Regions from separate parts of the Mus musculus genome. Here region 1 is linked to region 2. The links are chromatin contacts, called in public promoter capture Hi-C maps. All regions are on one chromosome and are shown on one strand. Each heading gives the region's core, a stretch centred on a gene start, on an enhancer-like site or on the middle of the called end of the contact. The rest is flanking DNA. Distances are from core to core; before and after follow the strand shown.

What was found. Promoter capture Hi-C pulls out the DNA fragments that hold promoters and counts their contacts.
Region 1: a contact with region 2 is called in a promoter capture Hi-C map of the HPC-7 cell line. The contact joins the enhancer-like site here to the promoter of Rnf2 in region 2. A contact is called at or near these places in 5 of 39 promoter capture datasets (the C10 cell line, the HPC-7 cell line, HPC-7-derived erythroid cells and 3 more), 13 of 115 datasets of contacts at active chromatin or transcription factors (the SCID.adh cell line, bone marrow-derived macrophages, craniofacial prominence and 7 more) and 4 of 9 other capture datasets (adipose tissue, embryonic stem cells, liver and 1 more).

The regions. Positions count from the first base shown.
Region 1 is chr1:151,668,246-151,673,160 of GRCm38.p6, reverse strand. All of the region lies in intron 5 of Niban1 (niban apoptosis regulator 1), which reads right to left. Among named protein-coding and RNA genes, the nearest start is that of Gm41969, 66 kb to the left of the region's middle. Within about 2 kb of position 2,945, at least 20 of the 459 cell types and tissues checked have an H3K27ac peak or open chromatin away from gene starts, as enhancers often do. A contact at or near this core is called in the HPC-7 cell line, the SCID.adh cell line and memory CD8 T cells, where this site is marked.
Region 2 is chr1:151,497,714-151,502,465 of GRCm38.p6, reverse strand. Rnf2 (ring finger protein 2) reads left to right here and starts at 1,475. Exons shown (of 7, transcript NM_011277.3): 1 at 1,475-1,747.

The DNA.
Region 1 (4,915 bases), core at 1,696-4,195, 170 kb before region 2:
CTCCAATCTCCTCCACCTTCATCAGACTCCTGAACCACACAGGGGGAACCTCCATTCTCCCGCCACATGTCACCCAAACCTCATCAGACCTGTGGATACTGAACCTTACAGTCAGCAGGAGCATGCTGTCCTCTGAGAGGCTCCACCCAGCAGGTGACTCAGACAGATACAGACACCCACAGCCAAACAGTGGATGGAGCTTGGGGACTCTTGGAATACGAGGAAGATTATAGGCCTCAAAGGAGACAGGAACTCCACAAGAAGACCAACAAAGTCAACTATTCGGAACCCTTGGGGCTCACAGAGTCTGAACCACCAACCAAAGGACATACATGGGCTGGACCTAGGCCTCCCTGCACATATGTAGCAGATGTGTAGCTTGGTATGGGTACCAAAAAAACTGGAACAGAGACTGTCCCAAAAGCTGTTGCCTGTCCATGTCCTTCTAGCTGGGCTGGCTTGTGTGGCCTCCGTAGGAAAGGAAGAATCTAACCTCTCAGAGACTTGAAGTGACAGGTTGCGGGGATACAGGGGGGAGGGGAGGAATGGCGCGGGGGTGGGGGTGGGGGCGACAAACCTGCTCAGAAGAGAAGGGGAGGTAGATGGAAGAAAGATTGTGGGAGGGGTGATCAGAAGGGGGGCAGTGAGTGGGATGTAAAATGAATAAGCTAAAAAACATTAAATTAAAAAAAGAAAGAAGCCGGGCGTGGTGGCACACACTTTTAATCGCAGCACTCGGAGGCAGAGGCAGGCGGATTTCTTAGTTTGAGGCCAGCCTGGTCTACAGAGTGAGTTCCAGGACAGCCAGGGATATACAGAGACACCCTGTCTCAAAAAATTTTTTTAAAAAGAAAAAAAGGAAGAAAAGAAAGAAAGAAAGAAAGAAAGGAAGGAAGGAAGGAAGGAAGGAAGAAAGAAAGAAAGAAAGAAAGAAAGAAAATGACTTGTAAGAAGTATATATAAATTAAGCTTGGTTCAGGATTAAGACTCTCAAAGTCACAAGGCCATCTCTCACTGACCCTGCTGATGCCCAGCGAGGCCTCAATGCAGCTTTAACTTTGAGGGTCTCTCTGCCAATGCTGAATTACAATAGCCCTGCTCAGTGTGGTAGAAAATTGCTAACTACCAACGGACACAGGAGGTGAAATCAATCTCCAATCAGGACACAAGCCTTACAACAACCTGCTTTATTTATAGCAACAACTTGTTCACCCGATCCCTACCCTCTGCTGAAAAGAAAAACAGCCAAAGAGGTTGATAAATGTAGGTGCCTCTGGTATCTATTGTAAATAATGGCTAAAACTTCGAGTTACATGATATAATTACATCCCATGGAACTATATAAAGAGTTGGTCCACTGATCAGATTCTCCTTGTGGTAAACAGAGTAAGAGCCCCCCACCCCCTCCATAACAACCCTCTGCCCCTGCAGGATGGGTCAAAGGTTGACTAGATGAGACCGTGTAACTTGCTTCCTGTGTGAGGGTGTTTTATAGGAGTGAGCTAGTGACTGCCTCTTGTGTATGCATCGCTCCTGACAGTATTTTTGTGATTAAAAAAGACACAGTGGAATTACAGAACTAGAATGGGCTCTTAATGTCTCCTCAATTACCCTACAACACAGCAGTGTTTACTTATTAAATGACTATGATAGCATATAAAGTATTCTGGGCTTATTATCATTACTGATAATGGTAAAAACCGCTGTGTATTAAATAGTGTGGGTTTACAGATCAAAACTAATCAAATGGAAGCCGTCTGGAAGACCTTGCTTCACGCCTTCCGTATTTCCCATGCTGGCGGATGGGCACCCTCGTACACAGCAGTTCCCCTACTGTACCCTGCACGGCTTAGGCTCCATGGGTGGACAGTCTTGAAGGCAGACAGATGTGTCCTTGGGAAATCATCACGTCTGCCCAGGACTCTTCTCTCAAACTGAATGCTATGGGTTGGATGCTCTTTGACTAGGTCCCCGAGGCTTACACAATGGACTTGAGGCCTCACTATGAAGAGATCAGAGGGGGAAGCCAATCTGACTACAGTGTTGAACTGGAGTCTCAGGAAGACTATTAAGATTACTCAGGAACAATGGTTAAGGGCACTGACTGCTCTTCCAGAGGACCCTGGTGCATCCTTTGGTACCTACATGGTGGCTCACAACCATCTATAACTCCAGTTTCAGGGGATCTGATATACTCTTCTGGCCTCTGTGGGCACCAGGCATGCACACGATGCACTGACTAACCTGAAAGCAAAACTCATACACATAAAATAAAATAAAATAAAATAAAATTTTACTTAGTAACACAGCCTCTCTACTTATCCACATTTCTTCCAAGTTCTAGGCTAGGCACAGTTCTCCCTTAATTAAGTTTGCATATTTAATGCAGTTTACTCTACATTTCATCCAGGGCCATCACTTCTCCATGCCCAGCACGCCTGGACTCCCTTAATCTATTGTTTTTCACAGTGTTTATTACATTTATCTAAGTTAATCATTTGTATTTATATTTACAGGTAATTTTCATTTCAATCATTAGCCCATAACTGTGCTTGGCATATACTACATGCAATAAATGTCTGTTAAATGAATGTTGGTCTGATCCACACCGATGCTGAGTTTCTAATTAAGATCAAATTAATATGAAACTTTTCATCTAAGTCCATATTTCTAGATGACTAGTGAGTGTATTAGCGAGTGTACTTAATGCCTAAATTAAAAACAAGCATTACTATCATCAAGAGAGCAACCAGGAATAGCAACGGGAGTGTGGGAATCAGCCCACAGATGCTCACCACTGGCTCCCCAGCAGCCCGCACAAACATGAAGCAATGGCTTAACTGTGTTTGGTAAAAGGATGCACAGCCGCTTGCTCTACAGTGCATGTAGCTGAGGGCCAGCGAGGCAAGTTGCACATGTGCAGGTCAAATTGTGGCAAGTGGGAGTGTCCACAGCAAAGGAAGGCAAACCACACAGCACACCCCTCTGCTTGCAAACAGTACTTCCTGCTTTAGACACCCAACCTCTGGAGCGGTCAACCTCACCTGGAGTAAACGTTTTGGGTTATGTTAGGTCCAGACGCAGAGACCTCCAACAGAGTTCCATGGAGTGGGTTCCTGACCTTAGAAACTACCTACCTGTGATCTCAGTTGGGTGTGTTTGGGAACATACCATGAGGAAGAGACTGGAGACAGAACCTGGCATTTGGTAGGCTCTCTACAGCCACAAGCACTTTTCCTTCTCCTCTTTCAGTCACAGCTGATCTGCAGCCTCAAACTCAACCAAAGCAGGGAAAACACCCATTCCAGGACCCGGTCCAGCCTCTGAGTGTGTCTGGTCTTTAAAGTGAATTTCTAATATCACCCACAGACTATGACATATGATCATTCAAATTGTTGTTCAAAAATAATTTATAGCTTAATGAACTTGCAATTAGACTCTCGGCAGGCATTAGGAGCTAATTAGCTACAATAAGCACAAGTTCACAAATTAAAATGTATGCCTAAAATAGTGAAGAAAGTATAATGTAAATCAATTATATGGGGAAATTTTTCATATCAGGTATAATATTGCATAACAAAAACTTATAATCTACCATAAATCAAAATTGCAACCATGTGGGAATAAGGATATGATTTAGTGGAGAAAAGAATAGTCAGATAACCTTAAGATATATGCATATTTTAATATTCGGTGGAAAAGTTATATTAGTTCATAAACAGTGCTGATACAACTGTTTATCCTCTTAAGGAAAAACAGTAGACTACAGGTATACATCACATGATTTCCACAGAGCTGAGAGACTTCAGGGTGACAATACATCAATATGAGGAACTGGAGAGATGGCGCATGGCAGAGAGCACCAGCTGTTCTTCCAGAGGACCCAGGTTCCACAACCTGGACCCAGGTCCAGCAACCACAAACGATGCTCTCCCAACCACCTATGGGATCCAATGCTCTCTTAGGCTCTCAGCAAGCACCAGGCACACAGGTGGGTACACAGACATACATGTAGACAAAGCACTCGTGCACATAAAATACAATAATTAAAATATAGCAATATAAAAAATTTAAAAAAAACCAAATAAGAAGGGAGCTGTAGAGATTGCTCAGTGGTTAAGAGCACTGTCTGCTCTTCCAGAGGTCCTGAGTTCAATTCCCAACAACCACACGGTGGCTCACAACCATCTGTAATAAGATCTGATGCCCTCTTCTGGTGTGTCTGAAGACAGCTACAATGTATTCACATAAATGAAATAAATAAATAAATCTTTTAAAAAAATAAGAAGATTACACATATAATCCAAGGTTAAGGAAAATCTCAACAAAGGCAAAAAATCCAAAAACCATAAAAGAAAAAATAGACATATTTGACTATATAAAAATTAGACATCTGGGCTGGCAAGATGGCTCAGTGGTTAAGAGCACTGGTTGCTCTTCCAGAGGTCCTGAGTTATTCCCAGCAACCATATGGTGGGCTCACAACTATCTGTAATGGGATCAGCTGCCCTGTTCTGGTGTGTCTGAAGACAGCTATAGTGTACTTACATAAATAAAATAAATCTTTTTTAAAAATTAGATATCTTCACATGGCAAAGTATATTCTAAGTAAAAGCTAACATAAATGAGTTAATGGTAACATGAATGGTAAACTTGAATGAAATGTCATTAGTGGAGGTGAACAAAGGGTTAATATGCAAATCTTCACAGAACCATTGTAAAACAATAATAAAACAAAAGAACGGGAGAATGAATGGGTGAGACTGGAAATGGAAGACTCACAGAAAGGAACTGTTGACAACCACTAGGTAAGATGCTAAGATCCCACAGCAGTTAGGCAAGGTCCACTAAAATAAAAAGGAGGTCCATTTTAACCTGTCAACCTATGGATGCAGACAAAGGACAGAAAGTCCTA
Region 2 (4,752 bases), core at 226-2,725:
TTCAAGCAGTTACACATCACGATTTCCAGAAGCGTTTGAACTAGAGCAAAGAGTTCTCAATTATGAACATTCCGCTTTGATGGAAGGTCAGTGTTTCTGCTCCAGACTACCCGTCTCCAGAGGATGGAGGAACACAACACTCGGGGTTATTTTGGCTTTGATTCACATCCCGGGAAAAGTTTAACCTTGGGCTTTTTAAATTGCTAGAGTGGACAGTAAGTGTGAGCACCAATCCTGGTTGGTCACATCTGGGATTAACAAAACACCAAACAACTGAGCACACTCGTGAATGTTTTCTTGATTGGATCATTCAAGCCTTGAAGTCCCATCTGAACTCTTTGCCACACCTTCTGTGGTAGCATACAAAAAAGGAAGGGGTGAGTAGAAAGCTTTCGCCAGCAAGATCTGATGCTGAGACATTACTTTACTGATATTAAAAAACACTTCTTTGGATTCCAACATAGGCCAACGACCCGCTGACACAGCCAGCACCAAGGGCTTAAAACTACTAGGTTCTTCACCTTGTAGTTTGGAGACAGTACTGTTGGCTTAGACCACAGCCTGTAAGCCACTCTAATACCCACCCCACCTCTCTCTATATTGCATATACTTAATATCCCCCCTCTCTATATGCTGAATATATTTAATATATATGCATTCTATTAGTTGTTTCTATAGAAAACCCCGAATAATACAATAAGTAAGAAAATTTTAAGCCACAGAAAAGGAATTCCATAATAACGTTACTGGAAGCTATAAGCCACCTCGCCCAATTTCAGTGCAGTGCAAATTAAGTGCCTTCCCATTTATCATCTGCTATTCTTGATTATCCTTTCAAGAGACCATGACCAATGAAACATTTTGAAGTTAGGGAACTTTTTTTCCTACGTGTTACTTAAAAGTTAAATGCAGGAATTACCGAGTGACAACTTGCAGGCTATTTTTTTGGGTAGTGGTGGTGGTAATGACAACTATCTATGGCTACTTATATTTTCAAATTCAGAACACTGAAAGCGTCAAGGAGGTCGATATAAAGAGTAGCAAGGAGATCATTAGGGACGTACTAACAAGCGCCTATTTCCAGAGTTGAAGGTCACTTTCCTTAGATCTTGCTGGCTTTGTATGCCTTAGAGATCCAAAGTCCGGAAAGTTCTGCAGCAGAAACCCTGAGGATTTACTTGGGCTGGGATGACTACGAGGACGAGGACGAAGTCAGGGGCTGGAAGCCCAAATCGAAACCTCAGCAGCGGGAGGGAAGGCGCAACCTGTGGGCTCAGACAGGCCCAGAAAGGCTCCAGGACGGGGGAAACAGACAGAAAGAAGACGCCCAAGTCAGCAGGCGTTGGCTGGGGGCTGCGCCGGCGCTGGGGGCGTCTGGCGAGCTGTAGCCACGGGCGGGGGCGGAGCCAGGGCCAGGGTGTGGGCGTGGCCCGGCGGTCCGGGCCTGCACTAGGCACGCCCCTTCCCCTACGCCAGGGGCCTCCCCGCGCGGTGCGCGTCCGCGTCCCGCGCCTCCGCCTCCTCGCTCGCTCGCTCGCTCGCTCGCTCCTTCCCGCCCTCCCCGCAGCTCCGGCCGAGCCGGCTCCCCCCTCCCCAGTCTCTCATGAATATTGAGCGGCCCCTGTTGTATTTCCCGAGCTCCATTGCGGAAGCCGAGACTCGCCATATTGTGCGGCGGCGCCGGCGGTTGATTCTCGAGTCTCGCTCCGGCCACTGCCAGCGCACCCCCGGGCTGGGGCAGGAGCCGGTGAGCTAGGCAGGGAGGGGGATGGCGACGTCTGCGAGGGCGGCGGGCTGGGGCAGGGGCACCCGGAACGGGCCGCGGCCCGAGCGGCGGCGGGGCTGGGGGTGTGTGTGTGTGTGTGTGTCCGCGGCCGCGAGGGGCCGTGAGGCGATGGCGCCGCCGCCCCCGGCCGTTCGCTCCGCCGCTCGCGGCCCGCCCGGGAGGGCTCATTGTTCGCGGCCCGTGAGCACCGGGCTGGCGAAGCGTCCGGAGCCCTTCGGGGAAGCGCACCCGCGCGGCCCTGGGCTTACGGCGGCCGGGGCCTCGAGGGCGGCACCGGAGCGCTGGGAGAACTTAGCCCTGGGCTTGCTCGCGGGGCCCGGAGGTCGGCGCCGTGGGGGCGGGGAGGGGCGCTCCGGGCCGACAGCTCTCCTTTGGGACCTGGCACCGGGGTGGGCTCGGGATCCCCTCTCGGCCCCACATTCCTGGAGAGCCGCCGCCTGCCCCGGAGTATCTGTTGCCGCCTCCGCGAGCCACGGGCTCACCCTGGAGGCGGTGTTGGGGGAGGGGGCGACTCCGTGGGTTCGAGCTGCTTCGCGTTTTGACCCCGGGCTGTGTTTGCCGAAATCCTTGGTCCACTCCCTCTGCCTGTCGGCTCCCGAGTCCCGGCCCTTGTTAGAATCGTTTCCTCGCTTCAGAAGTCGCCTTCATACTCGCAGAGATATTGTTGTTGGTTTAAAAAAAAAAAAAAAAAAAAAGGTCGGTCTTGGAAACTTTGAGGTTCCTTTCTTTGCTTTTGCCCACCGGAACAGATTACCGATTCATGTCCCCGAAGCCCCGTTGGGTGTCTTTTTAAAGAAGCTGTCGGAAGTTTGTATGCCTTGTGACTTGTTGTGGAAATGTCAGACTTTCTACACGGTGTGTGAAAAAGCTTAGCTAGGCTTTTAAGTATTTGGTATGCGGTTATTTCTTTTGAAATAAAAAAAAAGGAAGGCATAGTGTCAAGTAATTTAAGCCATATTTTAATTAAAAGTACCATAAGTCATTTGCATTCAATTATTTTTTGATAGTTTCGAGATAATCAACTGGAGTACTTAGTGGAATTGGTATCTAATTATTTGTAATTGTTGAATATTTTAATAAAGCAAATGTCGGGTTTTGAGATTTATTTTATTTTTATTTATTTACTTTTGCAAGCGACCCATTCAGTATTTTGAGATTTATTTTATTTTTATTTATTTACTTTTGCCAGCGACCCATTCAGTATTGTCCAGGCAAGCTGGCCTCATACTCGATACTGAGTTTAAGGCAATCCTCCTGTCTCAGCTTCCCTGGTGACAAGATTATAGACATTCAACACAGCTGTCTTACATTTTGTGTCTTAAGTTGAACTTTTAACCTCTGATTTATAAAGAACTTAAACGGCAACAATATTACTCCTGGATATACCTCTTTGCCCTCTAAAATCTCTACTTGCTACAATCAACAGGTATCCTTTTTTAAAGACTTGATGGTAACATCTAATCTATTTAGTAAAATAACTGATAAATATATAACACTCCAGTTGTTAGGTATCACACCAAATATGGGTTTTTACTTTCTCCAAGTTTACTTATTTCTCTAAATCCCTCGTGTGGAAGGGACAGGGCAGTAGTTCAGATGAAGACTAAGTTGTAGACTTTAGACACATAGCTGACTTAGCTTTAGGAGTAGAGACAGGCCATCCTGGGCTACACAAAGAGCAGAGTGGGCTATGAGACTGTCTCACAAGCACAGACAAGGCAAAATCCAAGCCTCTAAAAGGAGACTTTATGATAGCCTTTATATTTGAAAAATAAGATAATGGTCCTCTAATGTGCTGCACAGAAAGCTTTCAGTTAGAACAAATAGTGTAACAGACACTACAGACATACAAAATACTGGAACTTTAGTGGGCTTTGTTATTTATTTAGTTTTGTTTTCTCTGTGGCTCATTTAAGACAGTGCCCAGGTAGAGTACACAGAAATGTAGACTTAAGTCATGTTTGGAATTTCATTAGTCTATTACTGATCTTAGGTTTTTGATGTCAGGACTGCCCAACCTCCTGCCTTGGCCACATAGGTTCCAGGATAGCTAAGAATGGCAACCCAGCAGCATGTCTGTAGATGACAGTGTCTTGTCACAGTGTCAGCTGGATGTGGTGGCACCTGACTTTAATTCCAGCACTTGAGAGGCAGAGGAAGTTTCCGAGTTCTAGGCCAGCTTGGAACTACATAGAGACCCAACCCCACCCGTCATCCCCCAACATACTCCCCCTAAAGGTTGAACACTCTGGACCTGATTCTGTGAGTCTTCGGTATTTCCTCTGTGGGTGTGTGGAGTAGAAATATAAGTTGTGATTTCACATAGATACTTTGAATTTGTAATGAGACCCATAGTGTTTAATTAGAAATTAGCTTTAGTGTGTCAGGAGCTAGCTAGGTAATCATAATGAGTACCTGATTGTAGATGCTAAGAAGGTGGGTGGCCCATTACCAGTTTTGTCCTGAGTAGAAAAACTCCAAAAGAGTTGGCCATGTACTCAATTCTTTTTTAAAGCTTTGTGGGCGTTTGGCAGCTGAAGTGGACTCGTGGATGAGGCTGGTAGTGTGTCCTATTGAGCTGAGCTGCAGTGTGCTACCAGCAATTCCAAGAAAAATGTCTGTTGCCTGCCTTCACACCTCTGAGATTGAATTGCTTCTGTATAACTGCCATTTACTCTAATAGTGAAAAGTTACTTTAAAAGTTAATTTCAGATTGAAATGTCTAGTGAAGGCACACTAAGGGGCAGATTTTAAAAGTCTTAAGAATTTCTATCGATTACTTTCAGCAGATGAGTTGCTTATTTGTAGAGTGGAGCTATTTATTTATTTATTTATTTATTTGAGACAGGATCTCACTATGTAGTCCTGGCTTGCCTGGATCTCCTAGAGATCCAGTTGCCTTTGTTCGCCTCCTAAGTTTTGGGAGTAAAGGCTTGTGTCACTGTGCCCAACCTAGTGGGGTCTTT